Regions from separate parts of the Sus scrofa genome. Here all the other regions are linked to region 4. A link is a contact called in public Hi-C, HiChIP or PLAC-seq and promoter capture Hi-C data. All regions are on one chromosome and are shown on one strand. Each heading gives the region's core, a stretch centred on a gene start, on an enhancer-like site or on the middle of the called end of the contact. The rest is flanking DNA. Distances are from core to core; before and after follow the strand shown. Region 1 overlaps N4BP1 (NEDD4-binding protein 1). Region 2 overlaps N4BP1 (NEDD4-binding protein 1). Region 3 holds the start of N4BP1 (NEDD4-binding protein 1). Region 4 overlaps LONP2 (lon protease homolog 2, peroxisomal). Region 5 has its middle 19 kb from the start of N4BP1.

Region 1 (3,900 bases), core at 524-3,023, 280 kb before region 4:
GAAGTTGTGTTTTCATGAATCTACACATGTGATAAAATGGCATAGAACTGCATACACCCACTGCATCCATGTCAGTGTCCTGGTTTTGATTTTGTACTATAATAATGTATGCTGTAATGGTTGGAGGAAACTGGGTAAAGTACACAGAACCTTTATGTGTTATCTTTGCAGCTTCTCATGAACCTATAATTATTTCAGAATAAAAATAAATAGCTTCAAACCACAATCTAAATGCAGTATAAGTTCAAACAAGTGGTAGTTAAAATGTCTATTTGGAGGCCTTAAAGGATGCTCACGTCAGTATTTAACACTCTGCTTGCACATCTAGGAATAAAGGACAGTCAATTACTATACTTTGTGTTTAACACAATTACTGTCTTACAAAAGTAGCTCTAATAAACTGTTCTTAAAAAAAAACAAAAAAAAACAAAACTGGGAGTTCCTTGTGGCGCAGTGGAAATGAATCCAACTGGTATCCATGAGGATGTGTGTTCGATCCCTGGCATTGCTTGGTAGAACAAGGATCTGGCATTGCCGTGAACTGTGGTGTAGGTCACAAATGTAGCTTGGATCCCTCGTGGCTGTGACTGTGACAGGCAGATGTAGCTCCACTTTGACTCCTAGCCTGGGAACCTCCATATGCCCCACTTGTCCCCGACACCCAAAAAAGGCAGAGTTCCCATTGTGGCTTAATGGAAACAAATCTGACTAGTAGATTCAGGTTCAAACTCTGGCCTTGCTCAGTGGGTTAAGGATCCAGTGTTGCCGTGAGCTGTGGTGTAGGCTGGCAGCTGCTACTCTAATTTGACCCCTAGCATGAGAACTTCTACTTCTATAATGCCACAGATGCTGCTCTAAAAAGCCAAAAAAAAAAAGCTCCTCTGTCCAGCACCAGTTATCACCACGCTCACAAATATTCCAGGTTTATCCAAAAGAACATAAAGAAGTAAAGAACTCATGACTGGACATTATACTGCTTGGGTTGAGCTTTTCCAAATTGGCACTTTCCTTGTATTTCTGGTGTTTCGTTTCCTGCTGGGAATTTTTTTTTTTCCTTTTTACAGCCGTACCTGTGGCATATGGAAGTTCCCAGGCCAGGGATTGAATTGGAACTGAAGCTGAGGCCTATGCCACAGCCACAGCAGTGCCGGATCCTTGACCCACTGAGTGAGGCCAGGGATTGAACCTGCATCCTCATTGGGACAACAGGTTCTTAACTCACTGAGTCACAGTGGGAACTCCTCCTCACAGGAATTTTGTAATGCGAAATGTGTAAAGAAGGAATATGTACACACTTGTATATAAATTCTCATGGAAGATATGTGGCCATTATGAGAGCAAGTATACCTAGTAGGTCCAAGTTTGTAAAACCTCATCGTAACTGGTGATACACAAGTTGAATTTTTAAATAATACCATTTTGGATAACGCAATTCTAATTTTGGTTGAAAGTGTAGATCAGGTATTGCCAGGCTTATGTCTTACAGCTGTCTGTCCAAAAAGTTTTCACTGCTAATTTAAGTAACAGTGCTTTTATTATTTAGTCAACACCTGTCAGACACTGTTGTCAAAACTTTACATTCTCATTGAATTTCCTCAAAACACCTAAGATAGCATTAGCCTCTCACAGTTGCAGAAACTGGGCTCAGAGGGGCTTGGTAACTTGAGCAAGGTCACCAGTTGTAAGGCTGGAATTTGAGCCTAGGAGCTGACTGCAGTGCTCAAGTTATTAGCAAGTATGTTCCACGGTCACTGTGAGTGCCCCCTTGTTTACGTGATTCACACTTCTGCCTCCAGTGGCAACCGAATTGCTCAAGAACCCAGTTCCCTTTCTTACCTTGTTCAGACCTCTTTCAATACCAATTCACTAGAAACCCTAGCCTTATCTCTGAGAATGGCAGTACTACTCTGCACTTTGTGGTTCTTTATATTTAGATCTACATTTAAATAGCCTGGTCTTTCTTAGTAAATAGACATAAAATTATATAGCATATACATTGTTCCAGGCAGCTGGAAAGTTTTGTTTTTGTTTTTTGTTAATTTATTGTTTTGTTTTGTTTTTTAAATCAGTCTGTTTTATTTGGAAACAGTAGTAGCAAAGCAAAAGTCAGGGTTTGTTCTGGAGTAAAAGTTATTTGACTTGATTATCTTCTCTCTTAATTATATCATAGTTTTAAAAAGTGACTAGTAGCAAGCAAAGATGTTTATTGTTTATAGACGTAAATAAATCCAGTCTTGTCATTAACCACTGTGCAGCTGGGCAGACCCCTAAGATCACATGGCAAGATACACTATTGAAAAATGATATAAATACCTGCCTTTTAGACTTAGATGCACAGTTTTCAGTTCCTCTGAAAACAGTTAAGCAACTTATATTTGTTATTTTAAATATTTTAGATAAAATGTGGTATCTTCCCCAAAGATATTAGCATGCTTTTTTTTTTTTTTTTTTAAATCTTTTTAGGGCTGTACTCACAGCATATGGAAGTTACCAGGCTACGGATCGAGTCCGAGCTGTAACCACCTCTACCACAGCCACAGCAAGGCCAGATCCAGGCCCTGTCTGCGACCTACACCACAGCTCACAGCAACACCAATCCTTAACTCACTGAGCAAGGCCAGGGATCGAACCCGCATGCTCATGGATACTAATCAGATTCGTTTCTGCTGAGCCACCATGGGAACTCCCAGCATGCTCTGGATTTTTATACAGCTTGACATTTGTAATCTCACGTGTAACATAATATATGTGCTGTAAGGAGCTTTGGTAAATTGATCTCATTTTTCTTCTCTTCTCTTTGCAGGAATATATTAAAGGAATCTGTGAACCTGAACTAGAAGAAAGAGAATGTTACCCCAAGGCCATGCACTGCATTTTTGTTGGGGCTCAGAGCCTGTTTCTGAAGAGCTTGATTCAGGACACCTGTGCCGATCTCTGCATTCTCGACATCGGTCTTCTGGGCATCAGAGGAAGTGCCGAAGCTGTGGTCATGGCTCGGAGTCACATTCAGCAGTTTGTAAAGCTCTTCGAGAATAATGAGAACCTACCCAACAGCCAAAAAGAATCAGAGGTAAAAAGGGAATTTAAACAATTTGTTGAAGCTCGTGCAGACAGTTACACAATGGACTTGTTGATTTTGCCCACTTCCTTGAAAAAAGAACTTTTGGCACTGACCCAGGGCGAGGAGAATCTATTTGAAACAGGAGACAATGATGTTGTTGAAATTAGAGATTCTAAACAAAGAGAGTTTACGCAGAGTGCTGCCGCAGGGCTGAATATTTCCAGAGATGAAATTGTTTTGCAGGAAGATGCAAGAAACAAAGCTGGGACTCCCGTTACTGAGCTTACAAAACAAATGGACACAGTCTTTTCTAGCTCACAAGATGTCCTTTTTGTTCCAATAAATGGACTAACCCCAGATGAAGAGGCGCTTTCCAAAGATAGAGTTTGTCACAAAAGGAGATTTTCTGATTCTGAAGAAAGGCATACCAAGAAACAATTTTCTCTGGAAAATGTTCAAGAGGGAGAGCTTTTACATGAAGGTAAGACATTAGCTGGAAATGTAATCATTGACCTATCTGATTCTTCTACTGATGCCGAAAATTTAAATCCAGATGTAAAAGACACTACTGAGGAAATGGAATACAATATCCTCGTCAACTTTTTTAAAACCATGGGCTATTCTCAAGAAATTGTTGAAAAGGTCATTAGGGAGTACGGGCCAACTACTGAACCATTATTGCTGTTGGAGGAAATTGAGAAAGAAAATAAAAGATTCCAAGAAGAGAGAGAATTTTTACCTGGTACTACGTACCCAGAGACCAACAAAACCAAAAATAAAGGTGTTTGTAGCAGCGTAAATGAACTTACGACAGATTCCACTCCAAAGAAAACACAGAC
Region 2 (4,110 bases), core at 413-2,912, 260 kb before region 4:
AATTGAGTAAGAGGTTGGTGATTGCTGCCCCCCACAGAGGGACTGACCTTTTGAAGTTGGGAAAAGTGTTTCTCCAGCCTCTTTTCAGCTGCAGTCAGAGTCCAGGGGGAGGCTGTTTTAACAGTGTGGATGCCCTGTGCCCACTCCCTTATACATACTCATATGGGCATCAGCATCTCACCCAGGCCTCTCTGCCCAAAGTGGGTTCCTTTTTCTGAGCCCGTCAACCAGCTCCCCACAGAGAATCAGATTCCGAAGAAGACACGGGCCCTGTTTCCAGATCTTTTGAAAGCTCCCAGGTGACTCTTGTGCGCCTGATCTAGAGCCAGGCAGCCAGGTCGGCCAGTCTTCCCAGCAGCAGGCCAGGGAGGTGGAGTTGCTCGTGAAGAGCCATCATTCCCTGTCAAGAGCAGTCTGGAGTTGGTGTCAGTGGCATCCCGGCGGGCCCCTCTGTGGGCAGCTGCCAGGTGTGCTGTGGCTGCAGTCCTACATCTTGCCTTCAGAGGCCCGGGAGCAGGAGCCCCTTGAGCCTCAAGGTCAGCAGCTGGTGTTTTCAGACAGATTTCTTACTTATAACCCAGCTCACCAGGACTTGCTTCCATTCACAGAGATATGCAGCCCCTGCTCAACGCCCTGCCAAATGTGGGCATATTTGACCCCAACTTCAGAGTCCCTGGCCCTCAGGCAGGCAGCACCAGCCATCAGCCTCCGGCCCGGATCCAGGGCACGCCACCCAGCCACTGGCTTCCTCAGCAACCCCGCTTCCCGCTGTTGTCGAACCTGTCCAGCATCCAGCAGAACTTGCCCATGCCAGCACAGCGATCTGCTGCCGAAACCAACGAGCTGAGGGAAGCCCTTCTGAAGATCTTCCCTGACTCAGAGCAAAGACTGAAAATCGACCAGATCTTAGCAGCTCATCCGTACATGAAAGATCTGAACGCGCTCTCCGCCATGGTGTTGGACTGAAGCTGTCAGGAGCTGGGGCTCAGGGCTGAGGACGCACTCGCGCTGGTATCCGCACGGCACAGCCGCAAGTGACGTAATGTGAAGAAACCAATTTCCCAGTGGAAATGCTGTTGTAGTGTATAGAAAAAAAACAGATGTTCTGTGTATAAAAAAAATCTGGGTTTTCAAAACCAGCTTTTTTTCTATATATAAATTATGCTGCTATTACAGATTTAACATTTTCTGTAAAAGGAAAGTCTACATTTTCTGCCTGTTCAGAACTGTTTAATAGCAGTTACTCTTGAGTGTACTTACATTTTTATGTTTTTTAAACTATTTTCCTTAACGCTGAAAATATTGACAAATGGATATGATTAGCCTTTCTAAATAAAAAAAAAAAAAAGTTGCTTTCTTAGGGAAAGCAAGACCTCTTAAAGTATATTTTCTTGAGATGACTATGTCACGTCCACTAACATGCAGCGTGCTCATCCCTCCCAGCTTCCTCTACCCTCACCCCTGGAATTAGAGCCCTTGGAGTTAACTTGCCTTCTCTGGGGTCTTGTCGTTGGAGCCATTTGTGAGAGTGGACCAGTGGTGCCACTAGATGGCACCTTGTACTCAGCCATTATTAGTGACCAGGGCAAAGGTGGCCGCATAGAGTATCAGGGCTGGAAGAAACTAGAGTCCATCTAGTCCAGCCCCTCTTCCCTCCTCCCTGCAGCAGAGGGAGCTGGGCTCAGAGTGCCCCCGTCTGGACGCACCCAAGTCCACAGCTGTGGACCGGACTCCTGTCCAGGGCTTGCTGTCCCTGACGGACTCTAGAAGTCACGTCTTCGCTTCTGAGGTAATAGTGAGGTGTGAGGAAGTCAAGTGAAGAGCCTCATTGTGAGAGTACTTTTGTGTCCACAACCATGGGAAATGCCCCATATGAAGTTTGTGCAGCTTTGCCAAAAAAAAAAAAAAAAGAAAAAAAAAAAAGGTTTTCTATTCTCAAAAATGACCCAAGCCAGTAAATAGCATCAGTCGCTTCTGTGGGGGCCCAGAGCCCCGTATTTATTTTTCCTGTGTTTGTCTCTAGTGTCCTCCTAAGCTGCCTTTCCCCTGAGTCTTTCTCAGAACAGATATCTCAGTATTGTGTTTTCAGTGTGGCCCAATGTTTTGTGTCAGTGAAATTCTTTTTCTGGAAAATTAATTCCTAACATCTTGAGTGTTCTCCTGACCTTCAAAGGGCTTTGTATTTTATACCTGTTCCCTCCACAGGCTGCTCACGGTCAGTTTTACATCTGCCCTGTAGCTCACTTCTCTTCTGGCCCCCGAAACGCTGCCGAGGCCTTGGTGCTGGTTTGTTCTTCGTGGTGAGAGGACTTCGTCGGCCATGAGCGATGTGGGTGGCTCCCCACAGTGCTCCCTCCAGGCATGTGTGATCCCCACACCCCTCGGGGGGTGAGTCCAGAGTCCTGCAGGTGGCCAGCCTTGTGCTTCAGCTCTCTTTACTCCTGGCTGCTCTTAAGCTGCACCATGCCGTGAAATTGGTTGTCAGCTGTGGAGCAGGTTGGGCCGAGGCACCCACCCAGCTTCGGATGTGGAGTGAGAAGACTCGAGTCTGGCCAGGAAGTGACTTCAGTCACAGCACCTGTGCCTCAGCTTCACAACTGGTGGTTTTTAAAAATGACAGCAGACTGTTGAGGGCTAGGGCCGTCTGCAGTGACTCCGACCTTCCAGGTCAAGGTTTGGGCCCGTGGCCTTGCCAATCCAGCCCTCCAGTTTCAGAGAAGGACCCAGGGGGTGTGTCTCGGTTGCCAGGGCTTCATCGCAGGTCTTCCTGGAAGGGGGTGGAGCCTCCACTGATACCTAGAGGTCAGGAGTTTTCTGGAATCTAGAAGTGACTTGGCCTTTGCATATGTGAACTTCCAAGGTCTTAGTATTGTTTCTGAGAGCTCTTTCTGCCCCTTTCCTCATTCTTGGGTACAGGAAGGAAGAAATGCAGATGATGAGGTGTGAAGAGTTCAGAACAGCATTACTCACTCACCTTGGACAATTATAACTTGAAACAAAATTCATAATTCTTTCTAAAGTCTCTCAAGTTGAGTTATATTTAATATTTAAAAACTCAATTCTCAAACCATTATTTACAAAGTTATTCCTATTCTCAGACTCCTCCTAGTACTAAGCTCAGTGTTGACGCTACGAAATAGTTTTCGATGGTCCACCTCCCGTGGTAGATTTCTAAGCTACCACTTTGGGGGCGTCAGCAGCAGTGCTGCTTATAACTCCTCTAGGCTGCCGTGCGTGGTGGCTCTGCATCCTGTATTTCACAGTGTTCCTATGAAGTGGGTGTCAGGGCAGAGGACCCCCCCCCCCCTTGTCCAATAGACAAGTCTGGTGCCTGGAGAGCTCGTCCGGAGTTAAAGAGTAAGGAGGCGGTGATGCTGAGTGATTCCCAGGCCTCAGGCTGCCACCTCTGAAGGCAAAAGAAGGACTGGTTTAACCTTTCTGTCAAGTAGCCTGTGTTTGAGCCCGTGTAGGCCACAAGCTAGAAAAACAGGAAGGTGGCCTCTTGGCCATCCTGGTCGAGGGGTCGGCATTGTTCCGACAGGCTTCGAGAGGCGAGGCTGTGTCGCCAGGTGTCGTTGTCCTGTTACAGCTTTGGCTCTCAGTGAGAGGAGAGAGTCTCGCTTTTTTTGCTTAGGCTTATTGTGGCTCTTGTGATCCCCATGTAGAAACCCATGATGCTCTGAACGGACCCCACCCCCCGCCAGGTCCCATGCCCCTCCTCCTACCGTGGGAAATGGCCCTGGGTGCCCCAGAGATGGGCCTCGGCCTGGCCTGCCTCCCACAGCCTGCCGAGACGTGGCCTTCTTCTGGGACTCCCTCCCCACTTTCACCCCCACCCCGCCACCCCCACCGGCAGCAACCAGCAGCCCTTCTGTGTCCCCACCCGTCCTTCCTGTGGCCCTGGGCCCTCCTCCCCTCATCTCCTAACTGTAGTTTGTTCAGTTCCTCTGCCTCGCTCCGTTTCTTCATCATCTACCTCTCCATTACTCCTCGCGTGTTTCAGATCCTTGCCACGAAAAGAACTTGATTTCTCTAAGCATCATCTCCGCTCACCGCGTTCCCTCCCCCTCCCACTCCTCACTTCCTCGTCCACAAGCTGGGCCTCCATCC
Region 3 (4,117 bases), core at 596-3,095, 310 kb before region 4:
TGTGTAAGGACAACTAGTGTTGTTTTAGGAGAGGTTTGGGGTGGGGGGTGGGGTGGGGGAGTTGTCCTTTGCTTTTCAAAGCAGCCCTCTTTCCCACCCTAACAATTAAGTAATAAACAATCACCAGCAGGGATGCAAACAGGAACTGTGCCGGGGAAAGCCCTTGTCCAATCACTGAACAATAGCAACTCCATTTAAGGTGAGTGAACCCAGAAGACAGGAAATAACGTGTTGTGCTGACTCCAGCTCAGGGTGCAATTTATCTTCGAGGCCACTCCAGCTCTGGGTGCAACGTATTGGTAAGGGAATACCAATCTGACCTGTCTCAGCCAATCTCAGGTCATCTACCTGATGGAGGAAGGCTGCTGGCTGTGTAGACACCAAGGGAAAAGCCCAGGGGAACAGGAAGTTGTCTGTCTGTGAACCTAGTGGTTCTCTTCCCTGTGCTGAGTCATCTTTAGGTGGGGCACTAGGGGATCACACCTGCCTGAACTTCTGAGGCAAATGGAAAACCCCAGCAGCCCGGATCCTTGAGGTTTTACCTCGGGTATTCCCTCTTACCAAAACCATTCCCCCTTGGCCTTTCCAACTGCCACATCTTTAGATCCCCTTCTTTCTCCTCAAGGGGGAATCTATACAGAGGGAGGGGACCCCCAGGCTCACATGGTCAGTATGGCTGCATAATCCATACAAAACTTTTCTGTGAAAATGAAGCCTTTAGTATATGGCTAATTTAGTAATAACAGCTACTACTTGGTGCTCACTTACCGTGTCCAGGTACTATATATTAATTTTCACAATAATAGGAAGTACTATTGTTATCTACATTGACAGACGAGACAGTATAACATAGACAAGTACGTTCATGGTTCCTAATTATCATGGTATCTAATTATCCAACATTTAGCCCAAAGGAAACCACTTTATCTTCCACAACCTGTTTCCATGGACTCAGAGAATGAAAAACCTGGAAAGACTTTGGAGATAACTAAGAGCAACTGTTGAATTTACAGATGGGAAAACGGACCTGGAGAGGGCTTAGGGTATACTTTCCCAAACCCCCACTGACATCATGGAAGAGCCCCTAATCCCCCACTTCTGGTACTTCTATGTCACATTCTCCTCCTCCCCACTCAGAAGAAACCACTCTTCTGAATTTTCCCTAATTATTTCTTTGCTTTTCAAATCACCATACACATTACTCCCATTTTCTTCTCTTCCCGTCAACATTTTTATTTAAGAACAAAGTAAAGTAATGGAAAGAGGGAAGCAAAGGACAGGCAGGGAGACAGGAGGGTGGGGGAGGGAGAGAAGGAAGGAGGAAGAGAGAAAAACCATCGGTCAATTACTGAGAAGCCGATAACTCAATCTGTTAGAGCCCTAGATTGGGCTGCAAGATGTCTGAAGAAAAGCCAGATCCCTTGTGTGACACCGGCTCCGTCCCGCCTACTGGCTCGGAGCCTCCACCTCAACTGTAAATCCAGAAATTCACCATCCACCAGGTCGCCCAAAGCGTCGCACCCTCACCAAAGACAGCCCAGGTTCCTGCCTTCGTTCTGCCCTAAACAAGCATGGCGACTGCGCGTGACGTCGCCTCCGTCGCCTACACTCCAGCCCCAGCCCCTCGGGGGCGGCGATTCTCAATGACGGCGGCGGGCGGTGCGCAGGCGCGGCTGCGGGGCCCGGCCCGCGGCGGCGGCGGCGGCGGCGGCAGCGGCGACGGCAGCGGCGCAGGGGCTATTTCCCCGCAGTTGCCCAGCTGTGGCGGCCGCGCGGGGATGGTGTAGCCGGGCCTCCGGGCAGGCGGCGGGGCGCGGGCCGAGGCGAGGCGGCCGGGAGGGCCGACGCCGACTGACCGGCTCGAGTGTAGCGGCAGCACGCTGAGGGGGCGTCGCCGCCGCCGGCCCCCGGCGCCGCCGCGGGAGGCCGCGCCCGCCATGGCGGCCCGGGCGGTGCTGGACGAATTTACGGCGCCAGCCGAGAAGGCGGCGCTGCTGGAGCGGAGCCGCGGCCGCATCGAGGGCCTGTTCGGCGTGAGCCTGGCGGTGCTCGGCGCGCTCGGGGCCGAGGAACCTCTGCCCGCGCGCATCTGGCTGCAGCTCCTCGGGGCGCAGGAGGCGGTGCACAGCGCCAAGGTGAGTGCGGCCGCCGCCCCCGCGCGATCGCCTTCCCCGGCCCGGCCCCAGCGCGCGCGCGCGCAGCTTTCCGTCGGTCGGGGTCCCTGGGCACCCCCACACACCCTTTCCTTCTTGCCCTTCATGCGCGGACTCCGCGACGCGCGATGGTGGGAGTGCAATCTCCCGAGCCTCGGCTCTCGAGCCATGTGACCTTGGGTTAGCGGTTTTATCCTCGGCGCCTCAGTTTCCCTGTTTGTAGAGTGGCGCTGACGACAGCACTTGACTTGAAGGGCTTTCGCGAGGATTCGATTAGGTGATTGTGTAAAGCGCGGTGCACAGTGACTGGCAAGGAGTGAACGAGCTAAGAATGTTGCCTGTTGTTGTCTTTCCCCCCTAGCCCTCGGGCTGGTGCGCAGGACCTGATGGCTGGGCCCGCAGCTTTCTGGCCCACCACCTCAGCCGCTTTTCTCTTCCCAGGTCTCCTCTGGGAAGGTTCAAAGGGGTTCTGAACCTTTGGGGGGGGTGTCAGACCCCTTTTGAAAGAGTGAGCAAAACCATGTTGGTAGTACGTTCCTCAGAACATCAAGAAGAGAGGGATGTTTATAACAGTGTTTAGAATAGCTTTGTTCCCTGTATCGATTTTACGTACAACTAACATTTATTGAATGGTTATAGCACCTCAGACGTTAAGTACTGCAGAAGGATTCCTTAAAAAATCCAGTGAGGTAGATTTTTGTTGTCTTCCTGTCTTAAACAGCTGGGGAAACTGAAACTTTCGAAGAGGTGACTCACCCTCTCTCTAAATCAGCATTTCAGACTTATACCTCTTTTGGACACCTTCAGCTATTCCCTTCCTTCCTCAAGCCAAAAGACAGCAAGACTTCTGGGGAGCCAGGTTCCTCCAGGTTTTCCCATTGAGTAAGTGGGAGAGTCAGGATTCAGACTGGGGTGGTGCTTGTCCTTAATACCCATCTCCCAAATGATGACCCCTCTGAGGGAGGGAAATTTCACAGTGTCCTGGAAGGATCTGATTAGCTGTAACTTCTGGCTTTCTTAGATTAAGAACCCTGAATGCTTGCTTTTAATATGTTTAGAGGAATTAGGAAACGTAATAGCCTGATTCTTCTCCACAGCTTGATTTAAAGCACTGCAGATGTTGAGTCAAGTTAGCTTTCCTGTTCCTGATTTTTTGAAACCAATGATCTGATTTCCGACAACTGGTCTCCCTCCTTGTTTTCACCCCAGCCACTCAATTTCTCCCACTCCTGAAGGCGAAAAAATTTGACATGTCTAAGTCCTATTGTGGCTTCTAAAAGTCTCTTAGGTGTATTCCTTCCTTTCTTTTCCATCACTTTTGTAGCAGTTAAAACCTTCTTTCTTGGTCTGTGCCCTCCCTTTATTGTCTTCACTTCACCCCTTCTTCTCTCCCTAGCACAACTTGCATTAGACTAATTTTTCCACAAAAAGTCATTCTCCTGTCCCGGAATCGCCTCGAGCCTCCTGTTGTCTGTCTTATTCACTCCAGACTTCTCTGATTTACAAAACCCTTATTAGTCCAACCCCACTTTAATTTCCCAATTCTCTGCGTTAACAGCTCTCAGCTTAAACCTCCATTGTAGTCTCACTAGCCTCACTGCTTTTACTGTGTCCTCTGCCTGCTCCCAGTTCAGCATTACTCGAGGCTGACCACAAGCATGGAAAGTGCTTCTTTTTCTTTCTTTCTTTCTTTTTTTTTTGCTCTACAGAAAAACCCTGCCGGACCTCCCAACTCCAGTGCTCGTGCCTGTTTCTGTTGTGCAGTCCAACATAAGCTAATTGGAAAAGGTGTGTCTTACAGTATCTCAGTAGCATGTGTCACCTGCCTATTTATCTTTGTTATACGTGTTACTCATTATCCAACTCTCCCATTTGTAAGAAATTCTTTTTTTTTTTTTTCCCCTCTTGAGATTCCTGGGTAAGAGTTGAATGCCATACTCAAGGGGCTTTTTGTTCTTGGTAAT
Region 4 (4,107 bases), core at 1,478-3,977:
TGTGCAAAGAATGCATCACTTCAATTACTTCTTATTCAGCCTGAATACGTAATTACCCAGGAGTTTTTCTTAAAGTACACAAGTGAACTTAAAAATATATGGATTCAATCCCTGGCCTTTCTCAGTGGGTTAAGGATCCGGCGTTGCCGTGAGCTGTGGTGTACGTCCCAGACGCGGCTCGGGTCCTGAGTTGCTGTGGCTGTGGTGTAGGCCGGTGGCTACAGCTCCGATGAGACCCTTAGCCTGGGAATCTCCATATGCTGTGGGAGCAGCCCCAGAAAAGGCAAAAAGACAAAAAAAAAAAAAAAAAAAAAAAATGGATTCATAGTTGTAATTGTTACAGGTGGTACACAGGTTTATGAGGGCTATTCAACTAATGTATAAGATACTCAAAAACAAAGTGTCTACACAGCTCAAAATGTTAAGTTCCAAGATCAGCATTTTTCATTTTCCAAAAAGTAGTCTGTATATACTGCAAAAAACAACTACACAGAATTACAACACCATCTGTTTACAGCTCCATGATCATCAACTATTTACTACTCTGCACCATCCCTAGATATATTCAAATCTAATGTAACCCAAGAGGCCGGTCAGCCTGTTGCCGCCAAGAACATCCAAATGTCAGGAATAAGGTGTGTCTTTATTTACCTCCTTTCCACTATGTAGAGAAGGGAGAAAAACAAACATTTTACCATCAATTTTTCCATGCCCATCCAATTAAGGAGCTCTTATGGGCTTTAACACAAGCTATTAAAATTATATTTACAATTTGTAATATAAAAAGTTTGTTATAGGAATTCCCGTCGTGATTCAGTGGAAACGAAATCAGACTAGCATCCATGAGGACACAGGTTCAATCCCTGACCTCACTCAGTGGGTTAAGGATCCGCCATTGCCGTGAGCTGTGGACTAGGCCAGAGGCAATAGCTCCGATTAGACCCCTAGTCTGGGAACCTCTATATGCCACAAGGGCAGCCCTAAAAAGCAAAAAAAAAAAAAAAAAAGTTTGTTACAATGTTAAGTGGAAAGGATAGGATTATAATTCCATCGTTTTTTTGTTTTTTTTTTTTTTTTTTAAGACGGTGGGGGCAAAAGGTGCCCAATGAAAAGTCTGGCCAGGAATAAAATATTAAAAGTGATTACATTTGTATGGGAGAAAAACATGACAATTTTTTTCCTTTTCCAGATTTTCTTCCAAGGGGAAACACACCCGTCTCAAACTGGAGAAAATAATAAACCTGAAAGAGATCCTCATGATCTCTTTTTAAAAAAGAAAAACAGTCTTTAAGGAACTAAAAATAGTCTTTAATACAGCATGTCTAAACAAATCAAATTGTTCTTACAGCAGTCAGTCCTAAATCTTCTTAGACAGTCACTTGTTTGGACGCACTCATCTAAAGGACTGCATGACTTCCAACACGTAATCACATTTTAATCTGACCTGAATGCACACAGCACTTAGGGATCACTTACTACTCGGCCATGTCTGGTGCGGTGGCGACAGCACCGGGTGACACAAAGGAGCAGAAGGTGTGGGAAAACCCCTATCCTACAGAGCTCCTGCTTCATATGTTTACACTTTCTCTCTCCAGGTATGTATTAGCAATGCCAGAGGCCTGTATTATTTAGTCATTCAAAGAGCACAACAGACAGTAAGTGGTCAGTGCAGAGGAGAGCAGGGCACAGCCGACTGCACTTATCTTAAAGGAGGAAGCCTTGCGTTGGGGCCTCAAGAGAAACCGGTAAGGTTTAGAGGCAGAGAGGCGCTGTATGCAAATACAGGTTATAAGGAGGCTAGTGAGCACACTGCAATGTGTCTGGCACACTAGGCTAAATATATATTAAAAGCGTGCTGCTTCAGTTATTTTTCCCTTGTAGAGATTAAGAATGAAAGAGCTAATTTAATATTTAAAGCATGGCCATTTCGGGTTACAGACGAAAATTTAAGAATGGAGAAGGCAAAAGTTGATTTTTCTTCTCTTCTGTTTGAAAACTGAGCCAAGGATTCCTGGCAGCGATAAAATTTTATCATCTGAACAAACACTTGGTAAGCGACTTCCAAAGAATTACCGTCACCAATAACTTGAGAACTATCACAAGAGTAATATAATTCACCGAGGAACAGCTAATGGAGAAAAGAATGTTACATGAACATGATTTCATAAAACTTCATTCTAAAAGAAGTCACTTTATACTTACTGCCTATGAACTGATTTAAAAATAAAAATGTAAGTCATAAAAACTGACAGATGAGAACAGACATTCTGTGGCTTATAAGGTAGTTAGAAAAGTCCCAACGGAGATAATGAGAAATGAGAAAGGCTAAGACTGGAAAAAATGCATTAGTTAATATGCAGCATAAATATGACTATTCTTCCTTTAATCCACTCAAAATAATATCAACCAAAACAATGGGCCAATGTTTAGTCGGATCCCTATAATGTTCCCAGTTTCAGATTTAAACGTAAAGCGAGTCTTTCTTTTTCTTCCCCATCTCCCGCCTCGTGATCACTTTCACGCTGAAAGACATGTCTTAGGTTGATTTTAAAATCAATTCCGAATGTATTAGCATCTTCCTTCACATAAACAGGTACTTCTACCAAAAGGCTGGAGCTCCATGCAGGGCAAAAAGGGAAAGTCAACAACAGGATCGAGAGAATAAGCAGGACAGACAACAGAAAGCAGCTCTGTTTTCCCCTGGCTATTTTAAGGCTGCAGAACAGTGCTGCCTACTCAGGCTGAGCAAAAACAAAACTTCGCCTGAACTCTGCTTGTGAGCATGTGACCAGTACTTAAATGCCATGACCTGGGTGTTCCCAAAATGCCTCAACTGTCACATGGAACCACTTGTTCCTGCACACCCCACCCCTGGTCATGCTCTAATCCTCTACTGTTCTTTCTCCCCTCCAGTCGCCTCCTCGACCCCTACCTCTGACACAGGCGCACAGTCTGCTCCCAATCCCTCCATCCCTCTAGTTAACCACAGCCCCCTCTCTACCTGCTTCCAAACCGGTTTTCACGTAATTTTCTCCAGGCTTTGATAATTGAGAGGGTGGGTGGGGAGTAAGACCCCAACAGCACAAGGGCAGGTTGTTGGAGTGTTTAATGAAACGTCTGGTACAGTGACGGCTAGGGAGTACTTACTTACCAGCAAGGTGTATCGGAAATCAGGCTTTCAGAATGACTCAAAAGACAAATTCACATACTTTTTATTTGGCAATGATTATAACCTCAATATGCACCATACATTTCTAAAAACCTTATACTTACACATACAAAAGCTCCCTTCACAAAAGACTCAATAAAGAAAATAAATTCTTGGAGTTCCCTTCCTGGCTCAGCAGTTAAGGAACCCAACTAGGATCCATGAGGATATGGATCCGATCCCTGGCCTTGCTCAGTGGGTTAGGGATCCGGAGTTTCTGTGAGCTGTGGTGTAGGTCACAGACATGGTTTAGGTCCCAAGTGTGGCTGTGGCATAAGCTGGCAGCTGTAGCTCCAATTCGACTCCTAGCCTGGGAACCTCCACGTGCCTCAGGTACAGCTCTAAAAAGGAAAAAAAAAAGAAAAAAAAAAAAAAAAGAAAAGAAATTCTTGGAGTTTCCATTATGGCTCAGTGGGTTAAGGACCTGATGTTGTATCCATGAGGATGTGCGATCAATCCCTGGCTCTGCTCCGTGGGTTTAGGATCCAGCATTGCTACAGTGTAGGTCACAGATGTGGCTCAGATCTGGCATTGCTGTAGCTGTAGCTCCCATTTGACTCCTTGCCAGGGAACTTCCATATGCCATAGGTGTGGCCATAAAAAGGAAAAAAAAAAAAAAGAAGAAATTTTTATCTTCTTTAGATTCAGTTCTCTTAATGACAGCCACATACACAAAGGTATACTCACTTGAAAAAAGTGAACAAATTTTATATCAATTTCAGTGAAGATTTAAAACAGAAATCTGTCGGAGTTCCCAGTGGTTAACAAACCCGACTAGCATCCACGAGGATGCGTGTTCAATCCCTGGCCTCGCTCAGTGGATTAAGGATCCGGCGTTGCCATGAGCTGTGGTGTAGATTGCAGACGTGGCTCGGATCCCGTGTTGCTGTGGCTCTTGC
Region 5 (3,997 bases), core at 1,310-3,809, 330 kb before region 4:
TGTTTGTTTGTTTTTTCTTTTTAGGGCCACACCTGCAGCATATGGAAATTCCCAGGCTAAGGGTTGACCTTCCGGCCTGCGTCACAGCTGCCTGCCTACACCACAGCCAAAGGAAGACAGGATCCAAGCCACATCTGTGACCTACACCATAGCTTACAGCAGCCAGATTCTTAACACACTGAGCGTGGCCAGGAATCGAACCCGAATCTTCATGGCTACTTGTCAGACTTGTTTCCACTGCACCACAACGGGAACTCTGTCTCCTTAGCTTGTAGTTGCCACCTTCTTGCTATGTCCTCATATAAAGTCTTCCCTCTGTGCGTGTCTGTGTCCCAGTCTTTTCCTTGTATAAGGACACCAGCCACAATGGATTAGGGCCCAGCCGTATGACCTCAATTAACTTTGATTATTTCTTTAAAGTTCCTGTCCCTAAATACAGGTCCTGTATGTATGAATGGGGAGGGGGATGCAATTATCCCACGAAAGGGTGTAAGTGCAGGATGGGCGAGAACAGGGACCTAGACTTGGGTGACAATGGCACGGAAAATCAGATTGCCAAGGATCTCAAAGGAAAAGTTAAATTGTGCAGATGAAATCAGAAAGAGAAGAAAGCAACACGTAAGACACAGGTCCAAACAGCTGAAGACATTGCTCGTGGCCAAGACTGGTTAAGTACAAAAAGACAGATGAGTTTCTGAGAACATCCCAAATGCATTTGAAACAACCCAAGAATCACATGGTTACAACTGGCACTAGGAAGGCATGAACAGCAGACCCACTGGTCCTTGTCCAAAGGAAAGGTGTGTAAGGCATCTTGGGAGGCCAGGCAAGAAGGCAGGGGTCTCAGGAGTTCCTGTTGTGGCTCAGTGGTTAACGACATGACGTAGTGTCTGTGAGGATGCAGGTTCAATCCCTGGCCTCCCTCAGTGGGTTAAGGATCCGGTGTTCCACAAGCTGGGGGTGTAGGTCGCATACAGGCCTCAGATCCTGTGTCGCTGTGGCTGTGGCGTAGGCCAGCAGCTGGAGCTCCTATTCGACTTCTAGCCCGAGAACTTCCATATGCTGCACAGCTTTCAGCTGTGAGAAGAAAAAAAAATCTTGAATGAATAAATAAATATCATCCGTTCCATGCAGTTCGTAACTCAGACATGTCTAAGGTGTTGCCCCCACTTTTGATTTAAAACAAGTCCTGTAGGAGTTCCTGCTATAGTGCTGTGGGTTAATAAACAGACGACAGGGGCTCTGATTGCAGCTGAGGCTCGGATTCAATTCCTGGCCTGGAATTTCCATCTGCTGCAGGAAAAACTTCCACTTCTATGCTGCCATAAAATTTTTTTTTAATTTTTTTAATTAAAAAAAAAAAAAAGTCCTGTAGCCTGGCCCTGGGCACCTCCTGTCAGACCTGGGCATCCTCCTCTCCCAGACTCTGCCCGAGGGTGATTCTCCATCCTCTCCCCCCAGCTATTACAATAGCTTCTTTTTTTTTTTTTTCCTTTTTGTCTTTTTGCCTTTTCTTGAGCCGCTTCCACGGCATATGGAGATTCCCAGGCTAGGGGTCGAATCGGAGCTGTAGCCACTAGCCTACACCAGAGCCACAGCAACGTGGGATCTGAGCCAAGTCTGCAACCTACACCACAGCTCATGGCAACGCCAGATCCTTAACCCACTGAGCAAGGCCAGGGACCAAACCCGCAACCCCATGGTTCCTAGTCGGATTCGTTAACCACTGAGCCACGACGGGAACTCCACAATAGCTTCTTAACTCTTTCTGCCACCAGCTCTCGCCCCTCCTAACCCACAGAGTAGGGGTCGCTGCCCTGCTCGAAATCTTTCTATGGCCCCACTGCCTCAGGCTAAATCCAGACTCTAAAATCGTCCACCAGCCTATGCAGCTGGGCCCCAGCTCCCACCATGCCTCTTTCTCTCATCTACCTCCATCCTACTCCAGACTACAGAATTTTTCACTGCAGCCAAAAAGCTCTCCTGCATACCTTTATATCATCTGCCCTCTCTGCCAAAAAAGCTCTCCTCTGCCTCTTTCATCAGTTTTTCTCTGGCTTGTCCTTGAGGACTTGAATACCACCTCTTCCAGGAAGCCTTCCCTAACTGCTCCTCTGGCTGAGTGGGCTGCCCCTTCTCAGGGCTCACAGATCTCCCCATGCTTCCTGTGTCTGACTTTTTTTTTTTATCTTTTTAGGGCTGCACCCAAAGCATATGGAGGTTCCCAGGCTAGGGGTCAAATCAGAGGTGCAGCCGCTGGCCTACCCCACAGCTCATGGCAATGCCAGATCCTTAACCCACTGAGCGAGGCCAGGGATTGCACCTGTGTCCTCATGGATACTAGTCAGATTTGTTTCCACTGAGCCACAATGGGGACTCCCTGTGTCAGAGGTCTAACTTCACCCTGAGATTGTGTGTGCCTTGAGGACGGGAATTTTGTCTTATCCTATAATCCTAGCTTGAATCACAGCATCTATGCATAGCAGGCACTCAGTGAATGAGAAGGGGCAGGCAGGCAGGAAGAGAAGCAGGGAGGAAAGAAGGAAATTACTCATCACAAACATTCAGCGGTCTTTGGAACACATGGCAGGGCTGCACCTCCCCCATCCACTTGAGCTCATGCACAGTCTCGCCACCTGCTTTGGCCCATGAAATGTGAGTGTCACATGTCACGGCTGTGCAGAAGCAGAGATCTGTGGTCCCCAGGCTCTTCACTGCCTGCAGGGTCTTAGGATCATTTGTTGAGAGGCAGCCTCTGTCGGCTGGGGCCCCTGAGTAATTAAGCTGAGCAGAGCCCTGGCTGACCTGTAGTGGACCTGTAGCATTGATGAGAAAGATTGTGTGTTCTTTCAGCTGCTGAGATGTCACGGTTTATTGTTAACCCAGCATAATCATATCTGTTCAGACTGAGGCAGTTGCTTTGAGGTGCTAGGGAAAATTACATATTTTTAACCTTTTATTCCCGCAAGAATATCAGATACCCCCTAGCCTTTCCCACTGCCATGCAATTTTAAATCCATTTTTGTGTTTCCCAATGGCTTCCCTGGATCCTACAAAGATGCTGTAAGATTAACAGCTCAAATAGTATCCCCTGCCCCTCTCCTACATGCTCAGAAAGATTAGGTGAGTGACTTCTGAGTCCCTGGTTAGGAGAGAGGGGCTCTTTTGCCAGACCTTTTGTCTCTGACTCCTGGCCCAGCACTCATTGCCTGGCTCTAGTCAATAAAATAGCATTGGTCCGGAAATAGTCTAAAATTGCCAGTCTACGGGAGTTTCTGCTGTGGCACAGCAGAAACAAATCCGACTAGGAACCATGGGGTTGCGGGTTGGATCCCTGGCCTTGCTTAGTGGGTTGGGGATCTGGCTTTGTCATGAGCCGTGGTATAGGTCACAGATGAGACGTGGATCCCAAGTTGCTGCGGCTGTGGCGTAGGCTGGCAGCTGTAGCTTTGATTCAACACCTAGACTGGGAACTTCTATATGCCATGGGTGCGCCCCCCCCAAAAAAAAATTTTTAAAGTGAAAAAAAATAATAAAATAAAATAAAATTGCCAGTCTACATCAGAAAGGCTGCCTTCTCTTGCCACAGAGGAAATATATCAGAATATATATCAGAACTGTTAGAATTGCTGGCTTTGGAGCCAGGCTGCCCTGAGTTCCCTCCCAGCTCCAGCTTTCACCTCCCAGCCACCCTAAGCAAATCCCTTCATCCCTATCCATCTCTGCTCCCCTGCAACATGGGGGAAACAAAAGCACCTACTTTATACTCTTGTTGTGCGTTTCAAATAAACTAATCCATGAGGAGGACCTGGCACAGTGTCAGATGGATTGGAAAGGCTCAATAATATATAGCTGTCACTATCCTATAATCCCAGACAGAAATCGCTCAGTCCCTACTCTGGGGGGCGTTTTGGACTGTAATGCCAGGCTCCTGCCACAGGGTGGCACTCTTGGCTCTGGCCTCCCTTCCTTCCCGAGTCTCCAAAGCGTCATTGCT

Evidence for each region. Promoter capture Hi-C pulls out the DNA fragments that hold promoters and counts their contacts. Hi-C and Micro-C count contacts between places; a contact is called where the count stands out from the background. HiChIP or PLAC-seq counts read pairs in DNA pulled down with a chosen protein or histone mark.
Region 1: an H3K27ac HiChIP or PLAC-seq map of alveolar macrophages shows a contact between it and region 4. The contact joins two enhancer-like sites. A contact is called at or near these places in 5 of 47 Hi-C or Micro-C datasets (embryonic fibroblasts, fetal heart ventricle, omental adipose tissue and 2 more) and 2 of 2 datasets of contacts at active chromatin or transcription factors (alveolar macrophages and skeletal muscle).
Region 2: a contact with region 4 is called in an H3K27ac HiChIP or PLAC-seq map of skeletal muscle. The contact joins two enhancer-like sites. A contact is called at or near these places in 16 of 47 Hi-C or Micro-C datasets (alveolar macrophages, brain, embryonic fibroblasts and 10 more) and 2 of 2 datasets of contacts at active chromatin or transcription factors (alveolar macrophages and skeletal muscle).
Region 3: a contact with region 4 is called in a promoter capture Hi-C map of fetal liver, with 4 times the contacts expected there. The contact joins the promoter of N4BP1 here to the enhancer-like site in region 4. A contact is called at or near these places in 4 of 5 promoter capture datasets (fetal liver, fetal skeletal muscle and liver), 17 of 47 Hi-C or Micro-C datasets (brain, embryonic fibroblasts, epiblast stem cells and 9 more) and 2 of 2 datasets of contacts at active chromatin or transcription factors (alveolar macrophages and skeletal muscle).
Region 5: a contact with region 4 is called in a Hi-C map of fetal skeletal muscle, with 4 times the contacts expected there. The contact joins two enhancer-like sites. A contact is called at or near these places in 19 of 47 Hi-C or Micro-C datasets (alveolar macrophages, blood, brain and 11 more) and 2 of 2 datasets of contacts at active chromatin or transcription factors (alveolar macrophages and skeletal muscle).

What each region holds. Positions count from the first base shown.
Region 1 is chr6:36,151,943-36,155,842 of Sscrofa11.1, forward strand. N4BP1 (NEDD4-binding protein 1) reads left to right here. Exons shown (of 7, transcript XM_003126990.5): 2 at 2,804-3,900. Among named protein-coding and RNA genes, the nearest start is that of N4BP1, 32 kb to the left of the region's middle. Within about 2 kb of position 1,774, at least 5 of the 83 cell types and tissues checked have an H3K27ac peak or open chromatin away from gene starts, as enhancers often do. A contact at or near this core is called in alveolar macrophages and skeletal muscle, where this site is marked.
Region 2 is chr6:36,172,614-36,176,723 of Sscrofa11.1, forward strand. It overlaps N4BP1 (NEDD4-binding protein 1), which reads left to right. Exons shown (of 7, transcript XM_003126990.5): 7 at 609-4,110. The coding sequence ends at 966. Among named protein-coding and RNA genes, the nearest start is that of N4BP1, 52 kb to the left of the region's middle. Within about 2 kb of position 1,663, at least 16 of the 83 cell types and tissues checked have an H3K27ac peak or open chromatin away from gene starts, as enhancers often do. A contact at or near this core is called in alveolar macrophages, omental adipose tissue, retroperitoneal adipose tissue and 1 more, where this site is marked.
Region 3 is chr6:36,120,344-36,124,460 of Sscrofa11.1, forward strand. N4BP1 (NEDD4-binding protein 1) reads left to right here and starts at 1,846. Exons shown (of 7, transcript XM_003126990.5): 1 at 1,846-2,135. The coding sequence starts at 1,938.
Region 4 is chr6:36,432,799-36,436,905 of Sscrofa11.1, forward strand. The region is part of intron 7 of LONP2 (lon protease homolog 2, peroxisomal); the gene reads right to left. Among named protein-coding and RNA genes, the nearest start is that of ABCC11, 27 kb to the right of the region's middle. Within about 2 kb of position 2,728, at least 40 of the 83 cell types and tissues checked have an H3K27ac peak or open chromatin away from gene starts, as enhancers often do. A contact at or near this core is called in alveolar macrophages, brain, fetal liver and 7 more, where this site is marked.
Region 5 is chr6:36,101,017-36,105,013 of Sscrofa11.1, forward strand. No RefSeq gene overlaps it. Among named protein-coding and RNA genes, the nearest start is that of N4BP1, 19 kb to the right of the region's middle. Within about 2 kb of position 2,560, at least 21 of the 83 cell types and tissues checked have an H3K27ac peak or open chromatin away from gene starts, as enhancers often do. A contact at or near this core is called in alveolar macrophages, fetal skeletal muscle and skeletal muscle, where this site is marked.